3 separate regions of the Podarcis muralis genome follow, and all the other regions are linked to region 1. Evidence: chromatin contacts called from public Hi-C data. All regions are on one chromosome and are shown on one strand. The core of a region is the stretch at or near the end of the contact, and the rest is flanking DNA. Distances in the headings are between cores, read along the strand shown.

The links. A called contact is a pair of places that touch in the nucleus more often than the background predicts.
Region 2: a Hi-C map of blood shows a contact between it and region 1, with 5 times the contacts expected there. The contact joins the promoter of SNX16 here to the promoter of MRPL53 in region 1. A contact is called at or near these places in 2 of 3 Hi-C or Micro-C datasets (blood and tail).
Region 3: a Hi-C map of blood shows a contact between it and region 1, with 4 times the contacts expected there. The contact joins the promoter of IMPA1 here to the promoter of MRPL53 in region 1. A contact is called at or near these places in 2 of 3 Hi-C or Micro-C datasets (blood and tail).

Annotation. Positions count from the first base shown.
Region 1 is chr8:29,615,222-29,619,663 of rPodMur119.hap1.1, forward strand. MRPL53 (mitochondrial ribosomal protein L53) reads right to left here and starts at 2,380. Exons shown (of 3, transcript XM_028736618.2): 1 at 2,037-2,380; 2 at 719-831. The coding sequence starts at 2,365.
Region 2 is chr8:29,425,421-29,429,862 of rPodMur119.hap1.1, forward strand. SNX16 (sorting nexin 16) reads left to right here and starts at 2,247. Exons shown (of 8, transcript XM_077932888.1): 1 at 2,247-2,406.
Region 3 is chr8:29,483,254-29,487,695 of rPodMur119.hap1.1, forward strand. It overlaps IMPA1 (inositol monophosphatase 1), which reads left to right and starts at 2,307. Exons shown (of 9, transcript XM_028736608.2): 1 at 2,307-2,530; 2 at 3,963-4,031. The coding sequence starts at 3,969. It overlaps LOC144328685 (a long non-coding RNA gene), which reads right to left and starts at 1,839. Exons shown (of 2, transcript XR_013393884.1): 1 at 1,593-1,839; 2 at 1-582. ZFAND1 (zinc finger AN1-type containing 1) reads left to right here. Exons shown (of 7, transcript XM_077932889.1): 7 at 110-404. The coding sequence ends at 280.

The sequences.
Region 1 (4,442 bases), core at 1,130-3,629:
GTAACCTGAAGTGTATGTAACCCGAGGTACCACTGTAAATTTTTTTCTGAATTTGAAAGCCACAGAAGATCCCCAACTTCTTTAGGACAGGGATGGCTAGCCTCTGTAGTTTTAGGAACTGAGAGTGGTCAGTTCCATAATAATGTTTGCAGAATTATGCCAAAGCCTTGCTAAATGCTCCGCAGATTCACTTATCTGAACATCCAGCTTCCTTGGGTTTTTTCCTGCTTGGTCAGCTGTAGCCACTTTTGGGCAGGGGAGTGAGAGCAGACAAGTCAGAGTGCAGGAAAAATTTGACAAATCAGACAGTGAGAGAGATCGGGAAAATCCATTTTTCCCCCTTTGCCTCTCTTTTGCTGATTGGCTGCAGCCATTTCAGGAAGAAATTATGGCGAGTGCGGGGAAAGGGAGCAGACAAATCCTGCATTAGACAAGTTTCCATGGGAAACAATGGAAACCGTGGACTCGGTTATGCAAACACTTGCCTGATGAACGATTTCCAGGGAAGGCATTGGGTTTGTAAAGGGGGACCTGCTTGTATATGCAAAATCCAAAAAGGAGATGACACATTAATAATGGAAGCTTTTTACAGCTTGACAGCTTTTTGAATAGAGAGGCTTCCAGGGAGCAGAAAATTATTTAGAGGGGGTTCATCTGGCCCAAAGGCTACCAGCTGACCATCTCGGCTTTGGTTTACAAAACAAGAATGCTTCCTTACCAAATATGACGTCAATTACTGGTTCAGACCCATCGTGTTTTACATCTGTTTTCACTTCACAGTTGCTGTTGGATAAAAAGGCTTTCTTTGTATACAGACACTGTAGGAAATTTCTGAAAAGGTTCAGAAATATAGATCAGAGCATGAAAAAATAGACTTTATTTGCTTAGCCGACAGGCTATAGCATCATCAGAGCATATTTTATCAACAACATAGCAGTTAGAAGCATAAAATACAATGAACAATTTTTTTAGTCTAAAGATTTTATCTCAACAATCCACAAAACACCTCATAGGAAGATTAAGAGTGGAACAATGTAATAATATCAGCTGCCAAAATCCAAAATATACATACAGCAAAGCTCTGAAACATTAAGACAGGCAATACAATCTTACAAGTTACAAAAACATATAAAAACAAATAAAAAATCCTTGCAGTTTAGTAGCTTGCCATACCAATTGCTCAAAGCACTCCGGTGTAGAATTAGTTACATTTTATTTATTGAATTTATATCCTGCCCTCCTTTTTGAAAGAGCTCAGGGTGAAGGAGGCAAATATCTAATTCAGTCATTTTGGATTAAGGTAGAGTGTGATTATTAGTACTAGACATGACTTAATCAGGATGCAAGCCATGTAAGGAAACATATCTGTATAGCATTATCAAGCATGCACCTTGTTAAAAATGCATGTTCAGAGTTAACATACCAAGCATTAAGAGCCTGGGCTGGGGCATAGAGTGGAGGAGTCGGATACTAGCATGCCAACACTGCAGAATCGGAGTAGCACAGGGTACAAAAGTTTACCTTCCATGCCCAACATCATACTTACGTTAGGTCTAACAATAATTTAGGAGTGGCATGGCAGGGTTTGTTTTTGTTTGTTTTTTGTATAAGCTATGCATGATCTCAGGTAGAAATTCAACAGAACAGTTCTCTTTCTCTCCTCCCTGCATTGCTTACGAGAAAAGGCCCTATCCTACACCAGCTGAATTACTGCCTGCCATGCAGTAGGGCAAAGGCACAGCAGCAAAACGGTCAGAAATAAATGAGTCCTGCTAATTGTTTATTTTTTAAAAAATCAAGCTAGGGCCCATTCTCAGCCCATGAAGTACTTTGCACCCCCAGTGCTAAAGAACCGCAGCCCAGCATTGGGAGCCAGATTCTACAATCAGAATGGGCAAAACGTGCCTACGATGCCACGTGTATTTCGTGCAGGTTGTGTGCATGGCTTGCCCATCAGTGCCCTGGGATGAATAGGTCCGGGGGTGGGGAGTCCTGTTTCGAATCCAGTGGATCCCAACCCCGTGGCCTCTCCTCACCTGGTGCTCTCCACGTTGGACTCGAAGGGGCAGAAGGCGACCAAGACGCTCTTCACCTGCTTGAGCGTCACCCCCGCCCTTTTCGGCACCACGAACGACATTTTCCTCCCTCCCTCCGGTAGGATCGGTAAGAGCGAGCGCCTTGCCCTCTGAGCGACCGGAAGGACTACAGTTCCCAGAAACCCTCTCGCCGCGTTCAGCACGAGGGCTCCGCCCCGCGCGCGCAGCCTGCCGGGAAATGTAGTCAAGCAGCTCTGGGCTTGTGCCATCCCGTGGGAATGCTGTTGAACTTCGCTCTTTGTTGCGCCGGGATAGCCCAGAATTGGCATTTCGGTTCTTTGAGAAAAAACTTTAAAGAGCGGGGTCAAGGGAGCATCATGACATAAGGAAAGCCCTGCTGATCAGAAGTTTTTATACCTGGTTTGCACGCTGTGATCCTTACTTCTTGGAGTTCTCTCACCTGGAATCAGCAGAAAAAAAAAAAATTCCTTCCAGTAGCACCTTAAAGACCAACTAAGTTAGTTCTTGGTATGAGCTTTCGTGTGCATGCACACGAAAGCTCATACCAAGAACTAACTTAGTTGGTCTTTAAGGTGCTACTGGAAGGAATTTTTTTTGTTTTGACTATGGCAGACCAACACAGCTACCCATCTGTAACTGGAATCAGCAGGTGAGCGAAGACCATACACTGCAGAGTTTCTCACCTGTGAAGCTAAGAAAATAAAAACGTACTGGCGCATCTAGCTCGGCATCTTGCTCTCTCAGTGGCCAACCCCATGCTTGAGCTCTCCGAATGAAGGGTGGGATACAAAATTAATAAATAAAATAAAACAATATTAATACAGTACCAGTTTCTGGAAGCCATGGGAGGGATGAGTGCTCTTGTGCTCGAATCCTGCTTTTGCAGTTTCCCACAGGCATCTGGTTGGCCACTGTTAGAGCAGGATGCCCTCCAGTATTGATAGGTTTCAGCTATTCTAGCCAACTTGTACATCAAATGGGACGGGAGTGGTGGTGGGGCATCTTTTTCTTCACCTCAAATCAGCCGAATCAGCTCTTCCCCTGGGAAGAGGGGGGATGAAGAACTTTTCTTTTAAAAAAACAAAATCCACAAACACTAATAGGTTGTCATTTCCAGAGGGGTAGATTTGTTTGTCCATTGCAGCAAAAAACCAACAAAATTGTTGAAATCTGACAATTTTATCAATATATAAACTTTTGTGGACTAGTATGGAGGGTGGTGTTCTTCAGGGCAAACCTATCTACCTACAGTGGTACCTCAGGTTACATACGCTTCAGGTTACAGACTAATCCAGAAATAGTGCTTCAGGTTAAGAACTTTGCTTCAGGATGAGAACAGAAATCGTGCTCCGGCGGCGCGGCGGCAGCAGGAGGCCCCATTAGCTAAAGTGGTGCTTCAGGTTAAGAACAGTTTCAGGTTAAGAACAGAACAAATTAAGTACTTAACCCGAGGTACCACTGTATCAGGTTTCTTGTAGACCTAATGGTAGTGTTATTGAAGCTTGTGTGCATTCCTAAACAAGTTTACTCAAATGTAAATCCACCGAGTTCCATGAGACTTAATCCCCAGGAGTCACATTGAGGATTATAATAGAGAACAAATTTAAGTGGCTGAACTGGGATTTGTACAGTGTTTATTGCTGTCATAGCATCAGAAGTGTATACAGCCATAGTCATAAATGCCTAGAAAACATAATTGGTTTTTAAGGATTTGGAAAATAGCTAATATGCAAAAAAAAAAAAAAAGTCAGTACATTTCTATGAAAAAGGGAGGATAGACAGGCTTTGATGAATGAAAACATGGATACTTGGGTGGGTTTTAACAAAATAATAATATGTATGCTACCATTTTGCCAGAAAGCTTTTTGTAAAAATAAAAATAAAAATCAGGGCACTTCTAATTGTATGTAAGCAGTCACTTGAGGTAGCAGCACACATTGCAAATAATGGATGCCAGGACTGCCTCCAAAGTCCCAGAGTAAACCAGTCTGAGCAGCTCTTGGACTGTGTGAGGAACTGTGCAAATTGGGCAACTGTTGGATTGTGAGCTGTGCTCCATCATCCTATATTATAGCAGTCTTCAACTTCTTAAGACCTGGGACCCACCTTTAACCCCTATGTGCAATTGTGGACTCATTTCTTCATTTTCTACAATATATGTTGTATGGTGGCAGTGTGGCTTGTTTTAACCTGCCTTAGACAAGGCCATGGCCCGATAGTGAGTCCTGACCCACCATTGGAAGACCAATGGTTTATTTCACTGCAAAGGATCCTGGGGTCAGCTTTGGAATCATGTACCACAGCTGCTTGTACCACCAAAAAAAAACCAAACCCCCTGCACTCTGAACTTACTAAGCAATGGCTCCAGTTGAAATAGATGAGCAT
Region 2 (4,442 bases), core at 997-3,496, 190 kb before region 1:
ATAATAATTGCAAAATGAATGTCATCACCACAAGGTGGCTCCATCTTGCTTTCCAGGAAAAAGCAAGCTCTATTTTAATTTTCCATTTGTCCTTCTGTGTTTACGTTAACAGCTCTAACAAAACATTTTCACAGTGCAACTCAGCTGTGAATGAAGCTGCTTTCACAGAAAGCCTGCCATAAATAAAAATCAATGAAGACCAAAAGCAGAACAGGAAAAGATATAGCATTATGAGTTGTGCCAGCTTGACTGCTGAGAATGAGTGCCAATGCCTTACAAAAGAATACTAAGAGCTAGGTTTCTTACAGTGCAACCCTTACATGCCTGGCTGGAAGTATACTTAGGGGTTACCAACCTTTTGGAGCCTGTGGGCATGTGTGCGAACCAGAGAAACACTTGGGGGCATGACACACACACCACAATCTATTCTATTGGCTACAACATAATGCTTCTTGAAGCCAAATTTCAGTGGGTGGAGCAGCAAAAAGACATTATGGATGCCAGGGAAGGCCTTTGAAGGACCCCAAGGATGTGTATAATGAACTGCAGGCACAAACTGCACAGTTCCCTGAATAGGCAATTAGGAAATTCAGTTTCCTAATTCCTGAAGGAGCATCTCCACCCCCATCATCCAGCCTGGACACTGAGGTCCAGCGCCGAGGGCCTTCTGGTGGTTCCCTCACTGCGAGAAGTGAGGCTACAGGGAACCAGGTAGAGGGCCTTCTCAGTAGTGGCGCCTGCCCTGTGGAATGCCCTCCCAACAGATGTCAAGGCAATAAACAACTATTTTACTTTTAAAAGACAACTGAAGGCGGCCCTGTTTAGGGAAGTTTTTAATGTCTGACGCTGTATTGTTTTTAATATTCGGTTGGAAGCCGCCCAGAGTGGCTGGGCAAACCCAGCCAGATGGGTGGGGTATAAATAACAAATTATTATTATTATTAGTTCAAGTGTAAGTTCTGAAATCACTTGTCAGGGACGGAGAGGTGGCAGGAGAGAGGAAAGAATAAAGTAAGGCAGTCTCACTTTTGGAGACACCAAAGACTTAGACAGCACTGTGAGTTGTCTGAAGGCTAAGTATCTTAGGGTGGAGTGGCTCCCTCCTTGGCAGGTATGAGGAACCTTTGGTCCTCCAGAAGTTGCTGAAGTACATCTCCCAGCAATCCCAGCTGGCATGGCCAACAGCCTAGGATGAAGCACCAAAGCTTCTGATTTATGGGAAGCTGCTGCATGCATATATATTATTTAAATATATTATTTACCAGGCAGAGGGCCTTCTCAGTAGTGGCACCCGCCCTGTGGAACACCCTCCCATCAGATGTCAAGGAAATAAACAACTGACTTTTAGAAGACATCTGAAGGCAACCCTGTTTAGGGAAATTTTTAAAGTTAAATGTTTAGTGTGTTTTTAATATTCTGTTCGGAGCTGCCCAGAGTGGCTGGGGAAACCCAGCCAAATGGGCTGGGTATAAATAATAAATTATTATTATTAAACTTAATACAGAAAATACTACAAATGCACCGACACCCTCAGTACTCTGCTCTCTCATCGAAATGAAGCTCAGGCTGCAAAGGGAATTTTCAGTTTTTGCAGAAATTATGAGCGGGCACCACTATTAAACAAATCCGTTTGTTTTCTAGCTTCTTGGTTTATTTATTTTTTAAAGGGGTGGGCTTAAAAAGAACCTAGGTAGTTAAAAAAACAAAAAACCAAGCATGACAGTGCAATCCTGTACTTGCCTACGCAGAACTAAGCCCCATTGGGGATCAATGGAACTCGCGCCCAGGTAAGTGCATTCATTTAGGATTGCAGTCGGGAAACTTTAAGTAAATATCACGAGGATTGGCTTGTTTGTTTGCTTTTTGCAGGGGCGGCAGTTGATTGGCAGGCAGGAAAACATGGAGACGCGACACTTTTCCTGACATTCCCCAGCGGAGAAGTGAATTTAGGGTACAGCCGCCAGCCGCGCGAACTTTAAAGCCGGATCTGCTTCCCTTGGTTAAACACACCGTATTAGGCCAGTCTGAGTTGCGCAGCGAGTCTTTTCTCGCCACCTGTTCCTGAAGTAGCACAACACCTCTCTCCCCCCAGAACTACAAATCCCAGCAGGCTATGCGGGAACAGGTGGCGGAAGGAAGGTGGAATGTTTTCAGCCAGCTTTTCCAGAATACGCCGATTCACGGGTCGCGCGCTTGGCCGCGCTGCTTGTCGGGACTTGAAGTTTTTTTTTCCTCTTTCAAGCGGCGGTGTTTTGTCCGCGGAGGGGGCAGAGCAGGTCTGGCCGCGGTGCACCCCGGGAGCTGTAGTCGGAGACGGGCTGAGGAACCGTGGCGGCGGCTTGTGGCGCTCGTACCTCTTGGGACTCCGCAGGGGCGGCCGGCGAGGGTGCCTCCGGCGCGCAACAGGTAGTCTTTGCCGCGAGCGCGTCCTTGTAGCGCCTTGGCCTCGCCTGGCCAAGCGGAGTGCGGGGGAAGGAGGACCAGGGGCCGGGGCGGCCAGCGAAGGGCAGGAGGCGTCGCGTGAGTAAATGCCCAGACCGAAGATCGTCGAGTGGGAAGGGGTCGCGAGGGTCATCTAGTCCAGCCCCTTGCGGGGCAGGGATCTGTCGCTCAACGCGGGACTCGAACCCGCGACCCTGAGAACGCGGGTCTCCTTCTCCACCGGCTGAGCTGTGGAGCGGAGGGGACGGTGGTCCCGAGCCCCTGGCGGAGGGTGAGGGGCTCACACGTCGACTGCACCCCAGGAAACGAAGGTGGGCCTGGGAGAATGTTGCTCACAAATCTTCCCTCGTAAATCTTCCTTCCTTCGCTCGCCGATAGTTTGCAGGCTGCTGCTCCCTGCGGTTCGAGGAATCGGCTTCAGCGCCCCAGGAATAACTAATGGCCACAGCCAAAGTAAGAGGGGGAGCGAGAGAGTTTTGTGGCGCCTCGAAAGGGCTTTATTGTGGTCTACAATTTTGTGGTCTTTGGAGCCTCGTCAGATGCACGGGACTGGCAGCTGAATATGCAAAAACTAGTAAACATCTCGAGTAATGATTTGGCTTATTTGCTTGTTAGGGTTGCACCCTGCCCTTCACCACGTTGAAGGGCGGGATATAAATCTAACAAACAGACGGTCTCTTGATTTTCATTGGCCTTTTGCCCTATGCAGGGTTTTTCTTTCTTTTCTTTATAGTTATGTATTTATCTTTGCCAGTCTAGGTTAATACTTCATGGATCAAATGAAATGGATTTTTGTCCATGAAAGCTTATGTCACTACTTATGCTTCATTCATTTATAACCACAACTGAAACACAAGAGTTAATAATACTTTGAAACATTACTAAATAGCCAATGAAATACTACCCTAAACTTTCCACAAAAGCTGTGGCAAAAAAGGTATGCTTTAGGCAGTGCCAAAATACAGAGATGGTGTTTGCCTTATCTCAAGGGGGATGGAATTCCATAACTGAGGGGCCACCATGGACAAGGCTCTGTCATGCCCCACTCCAGGACTCCCGTAGTGACAGAACCACAAGAAGGATTTCACTTGCAGATCTTAGTAACCATTGCTGTTGATCTGGGTGCATCAGGACTGGTAGCCTAGTGCTAGAATTACTGTTGGACATTCTGCTAGCATTGTGTTTTTAAAGACAATTTCTACTGTACAGCAGTAGAAATACTGTTGTCAGATGTAAACCACACAGAGTATAACTCTTTTCTTTTCTTCTGGGCAGGAATAGTTGAGCTAAGTATCATCATCCATAATACTCCCTCCCTCACAGCAAGGAATTTGTACTGTGGGATAGTCTTTACATGTCTTTCCAGAATGTGAACAAATCAAAGAGGAACTGCAATACCTCCTTCAGCCCTGTTCTTTCCTATGGCTGTTTCAATAGGGAGTAAAGTACTTTGCTGCAGAAATTAGTGTGGGAGTAAATGGCTGTAGGTGGAGCTCAGTATTTGCCAAAGGGAAGCACTGGGCGCATGACATCCCTGTAGTGGAGTCAGTGCTGCTTCCAGGGAAGGAGGAGGCAAGTTGACAGGGGCATCGACATTGTGAAAGTGCACTGGTTGAGTCACTCTGATGCTCCTTCTGATGTGCCCCACAGTGCCAACATCCCCTCTCCCTGCCAGTAAGGAGCAGCAACTACACTGCAGTGGGCTGTCAGGTGCAGAGCGCACCTTTTCCTGCTTGCTGCTACTGAGTTGAATCTACAGTTTCAACAGCGAATTGCTTCCATATTAATCTCTGCACTAAAATGGTGGTGAAAAGAGAAAGCATAGCTGAGAGAGAATGGGTTAAAAATAGATAACTAGGTTGAAATACAGTAATACCTCCGCAAACATCCACGGCAAACCCGGAAATACCAGAATGGGTTACTCCTGGGTTTGCCGCTCACGCATGCGCAGAAGTGCTAAATCGCGCTATGCACAGAAGCGCAAACCGCTCTGCTCGCAT
Region 3 (4,442 bases), core at 1,057-3,556, 130 kb before region 1:
AATCAACTACAGCAACCATTTTTTATTGTTCAAATATTTTTAATTTCTTTAGAGAGCTGTGAAATAACAACAGGGTATCTCTCCCCCCCCCCCTTCTGTGGATTTTCAGAAATTACGACTCTGTCACCCGGCATCTGGAGAAGCTTTGCCTTTGGACCAGACACTGGCCTCTTGGATAAGCAACAGAGAATCCCCACTAAATAATGGTGGAAATGTGATCTTGGAATATCTTGATAATGAAGTCCAGTTTCTAGAAAATGCAACTTCATATATAGAGTAGTCGTGAAAAACATGCTGCATGTGATTGTCAGGCCTAACAAAAGACAGAGTCTGTTTATAGTTTCATCATGTGTTATTTTGTATCACCTACATGAAGAAATTTATTAAATTCTGATTTATGTACATTTCAAAGTAGTCCAAGGAATTACTCATAAATGCACGCTCCTCAGTTGATGCCTTTTTGAACTAGAGCTTGTGCAAGACAATCAAATTATAATACTGAAATGATCGTTGATTGTCAAAGGAATCCTTTAATTACAGCTGTTATGTCACTGGCAGCACGTTCGGATCTCGAGATTCTCGCTAAAAGCAAAGAAAATGTCATAAGAGTCAAGTTTTTGCACCGGCGCCACAAACAGCTACACCCACACCCACACCCACTTGCCTTTGGCTGTACTCCAGATGCAGCTGATGTTTGTCCATAGCTGTCAACCTTCCCTTTTTTGTGGGAAATTCCCTTATTCCAGTGCTGCTTCCCGCTGCTATCCCGGATTGTTAGATATCCCGTAGACTGTCCCTGGGTCAGGTGAGGCTGCTGATCCCTTACTTTCGAGGCTGCTGTTCCCTTATTTTCAAATCTGATCCCTTACTTTCGAGGCTGCTGATCCCTTATTTTCAAATCTGATCCCTTATTTTCGAGGCTGCTGACCCCTTATTTTCAAATCTGAAAGTTGACAGCTATGTGTTTGTCCCGCTCTCCCTCCCAGCTGGCGTCTAAAGACGTACTCTATAAGCTCCTGCCCCCAAGAAACATCAGAACGCGCAAAGGCCAATAGGATGCCTCGGCTTGTGTGGCGCTAGCCAGCTTGTTATTAACTCCGGCACAAGCACCGTGATGGGACTAAAGGGCTGGCTTGCTTCCTTGCTCCGTGATTCTCATTCCCTGTGCCCCCCCCCCGTGCGTTAACTCCTTCCCTTCCTTCCTTGCTCCGTGATTCTCCTTCCCTGCTTCTCTCTCCCCCCCCGCCTCCCTCAGGCAGCATCCCATTCCACCCCGCTGCCAGCTCTGAGTGCAGCGGAGGCGGCAGGGCAGCATCTCCCTCACGTCCCCCCAGGAGCGCAGCGATCGACCATAATCAGTCTCAGGTTCCCCTAGTCATCGCGATCGACGTATATATGTAGCTCTGGGGTAACACAACAAAGCGGTTGCTGAAGTCAGCTGCAAACGTGCCATCAGTAATAACTTTAAAAGATAGAATAAAACTGAACCAGCTAAGCATCACATAGCCTGTTAGAGCTTGGTGTGCCAATATCTGCCTGCCTTCCCATTAAAGAGAATAATAAATACCAGAAACCTCACAAAAAGAACCCACCCCGCCCCAAACATGTCAGCAAAGCCTTGCAAGACAAAAGGGAATTAAAGCGGGAAGGTCCCTTTGCAGGGAACCCGCCCGTCGCAAGTCGCTGTCTCCGTGTGTGTGTCCGTCCCCTCCCCGTTGGTCCTCCAAATGCCGCCGAACCTCAACTCCCATAAGCCTTAGCGAGCCCGGAGCATGTTGGGAGTTGTAGTCCAGCATCATCTGAACCCGGGCTACCTCCAACAGCTGTTCTCAACCTGCGGGTCCCCAGATAATGTTGGACTACAACTCCCATCATCCCTGAGCTCTTGCCTTGCTAGCTAGGGGTGATGGGAGTTGTAGTTCAACAACATCTGGGAACCCACAGGTTGAGAAAGGCTGCTCCAGAACAACCATAGTGTCTTTCTACCACTCTCATCTATTTCTAGTTATTATAAAAACCCAAAAAACCGTCGTCGGACTAGAATGCACTCTGCATATGCTCAGGGGCATTTGCCAACCCTAACTGCGTATCTATCAAGGTCCTGAAGGGAAAGGTCGCCATTGCTTGAGAAGCAGCCTCCCTTTTTCATAAGTGCGAGTCGGGCAAGCAGCCAACCTTCTGAGTCCCCAAGGGGTCTGCCGCCTGAGCCAGGAGGCTTGCTTGCTTGCCTGCCCGCCCGCCCATTGGGAAGGGAGAGCCACCCGCCCCTGCGCCTCTCCAGAGGCATCCCAGTGTTGCCAGGACGACGGTGGGATGCCGGCGAGTCCCTTCCTTCCGCTTTTAGCCGCGCCCCTTGGAAGAAAAAAATAAATACCGGTGGCTGCCTAAGAAAGAAAGAGGCGAGGAAGGAAGCACATAACGGAGAGAGGTGCAAAGGTCATCATTTTCCTCCCACGGAGGTTTTCGCCCGCCGGCTTTGTAGATTTCCGTTTGAGGAGTTTGATCTGAGCAGTGTTTCGATTTGCTGACGGTAAGCCCGGGGCCTGGTGGGGCTTCTCTTTAATGCATTTCCATGAGTTCCGGGCAGCCATGGTTTCCTTTTACTGCCCAGTTATTTCTGCTGCCTTCCGCCCCCACTTCGTGATGAGAATCAAGCACTCATGGGGTCGCCACCCCACCCACCCACAACTAAATATATAGCGGGGCTGGGCTGTGGCTAAGATTAAGCCCAAGGATGAGTAACAACTGAAAAATCGGGTTGTTTGTTTGTTTGGGGGCAGCTAAATACAACTCCTCTCCTTCCTTGTCAGGCATTCCTGTTAAAGCATGCAAAACTCAGAGGAATCCATGTTTTGTGAAATTTAGACCCCCCAACAATATGCAGCTTCTTTATATAGTACTGAAATAACAGATAAATGAAAAGTGTAGCTTTCCAAATGCTATTGGATTAACTTCCCCATCACCCCGGGCTATTGGCCACATTTGACTGGAGCTGATGAGAGAGGTGTTATGTGGGAACACTGAGGTTTTATTTTTATTGCTATAATGATTTAATGCAGGGTTGATGTGAAATGTGTTGCTTATTATGTTAGAACTGTGTTGCTTATTACATTATAAATTATTATGCATTGGGTACCCTTGATGGTCACGGCTGTCTTCCACACAATGCTCAGTATTGCTATGGGAATGCTTAGTTGAATGAAGAAAGTCGCATTTCCCTAGAAGCAAAACTCCGGTTTTAAGTGCTAGGAAAGTGCAACATCTACACAACACATTTGCTGGATCTTTCACAACAGCTAAACGTTAACAGCAACCTTGTAGCATATTAGGAACAGTTTGTCTGGAAGACTGAAAGATTTGGAAAACATTGCAGAGATGCTATTGCTGGTCATCATGAGTAACAACTTTTCATACATTTTGGTCTCTGTTGGTTTATTAACTTTTATATGTGCAGAAACATGCTAAGGGAGCCTACAGTGTGAAATTGCTAATAAGCTATAAGTGATCTTCTCACTGCAAGTTTTCCCATGTTTCACTTATACACATCACTCTCTATCAGCTTTTATAATCTCTGCAATTGTGTGAACACAATACTTCTACTGCAAGTCACTGCCAGTTCTAGTCATCGGTGGCAAGGGCATGTCTCTTGCTACATTTATGCAGGAGCACAAATTTGTTCAGCATCTGCCTGACATTATGCAGGTTGGCAACATACAGGAAATTGTGTAGTTGCTGGGTAGCCCATATTACAAAATAATGCATTGCTCTGGTCTGAAGAGAAGTTTATTTCCCAGTATTGTGCAATGTTGCAGCTTTGATATCAGCATTTTGAAACAAAATAATAGTATTGTTTATGTTGAAATAGTTTGAACCTGCAGATTTAGCATTTTAACACATCTTCAGTGTTGTGCTGTTTGCTCTTTTGATTTGTATAATTTGGTGGTGTATGTTCTGTTTCCTAGAGAAAGATGGCTGATCCTTGGCAAGAATGCATGGATTATGCAGTTATTTTAGCAAGAAAAGCTGGAGAGGTATGTTTCAGGAAATTTTTAATGTTTGATGTTTTATCATGTTTTTAATATTCTGTTGGGAGCCACCCAGAGTGGGGAAAGCCAGCCAGATGGGCGAGGTATAAATAATAAGTTGTTATTATTATAATATGCTTTGAATTTTTGTAAGCACATAATTATTCTGAAAAATATATATGTCTTGCTTGTACTTCTGTTTAGTACTTCAGCAGTATAAAACGATGGGGTATTTGCAGAACAAATAAGGAGACCAACTCCATTTTAAAATATAAAAACAAAGGGAAGGTTTAGAAAAGCATGATCAGCTTTGCAAGGAAGTCCGAAAATATTGCAGTCTACAACATGCTGTACTTCCCTTCTGCTAGTCATTTTTGGATAGGCGACAATGATCACAATTGGCTGTGTTCAAGCCTG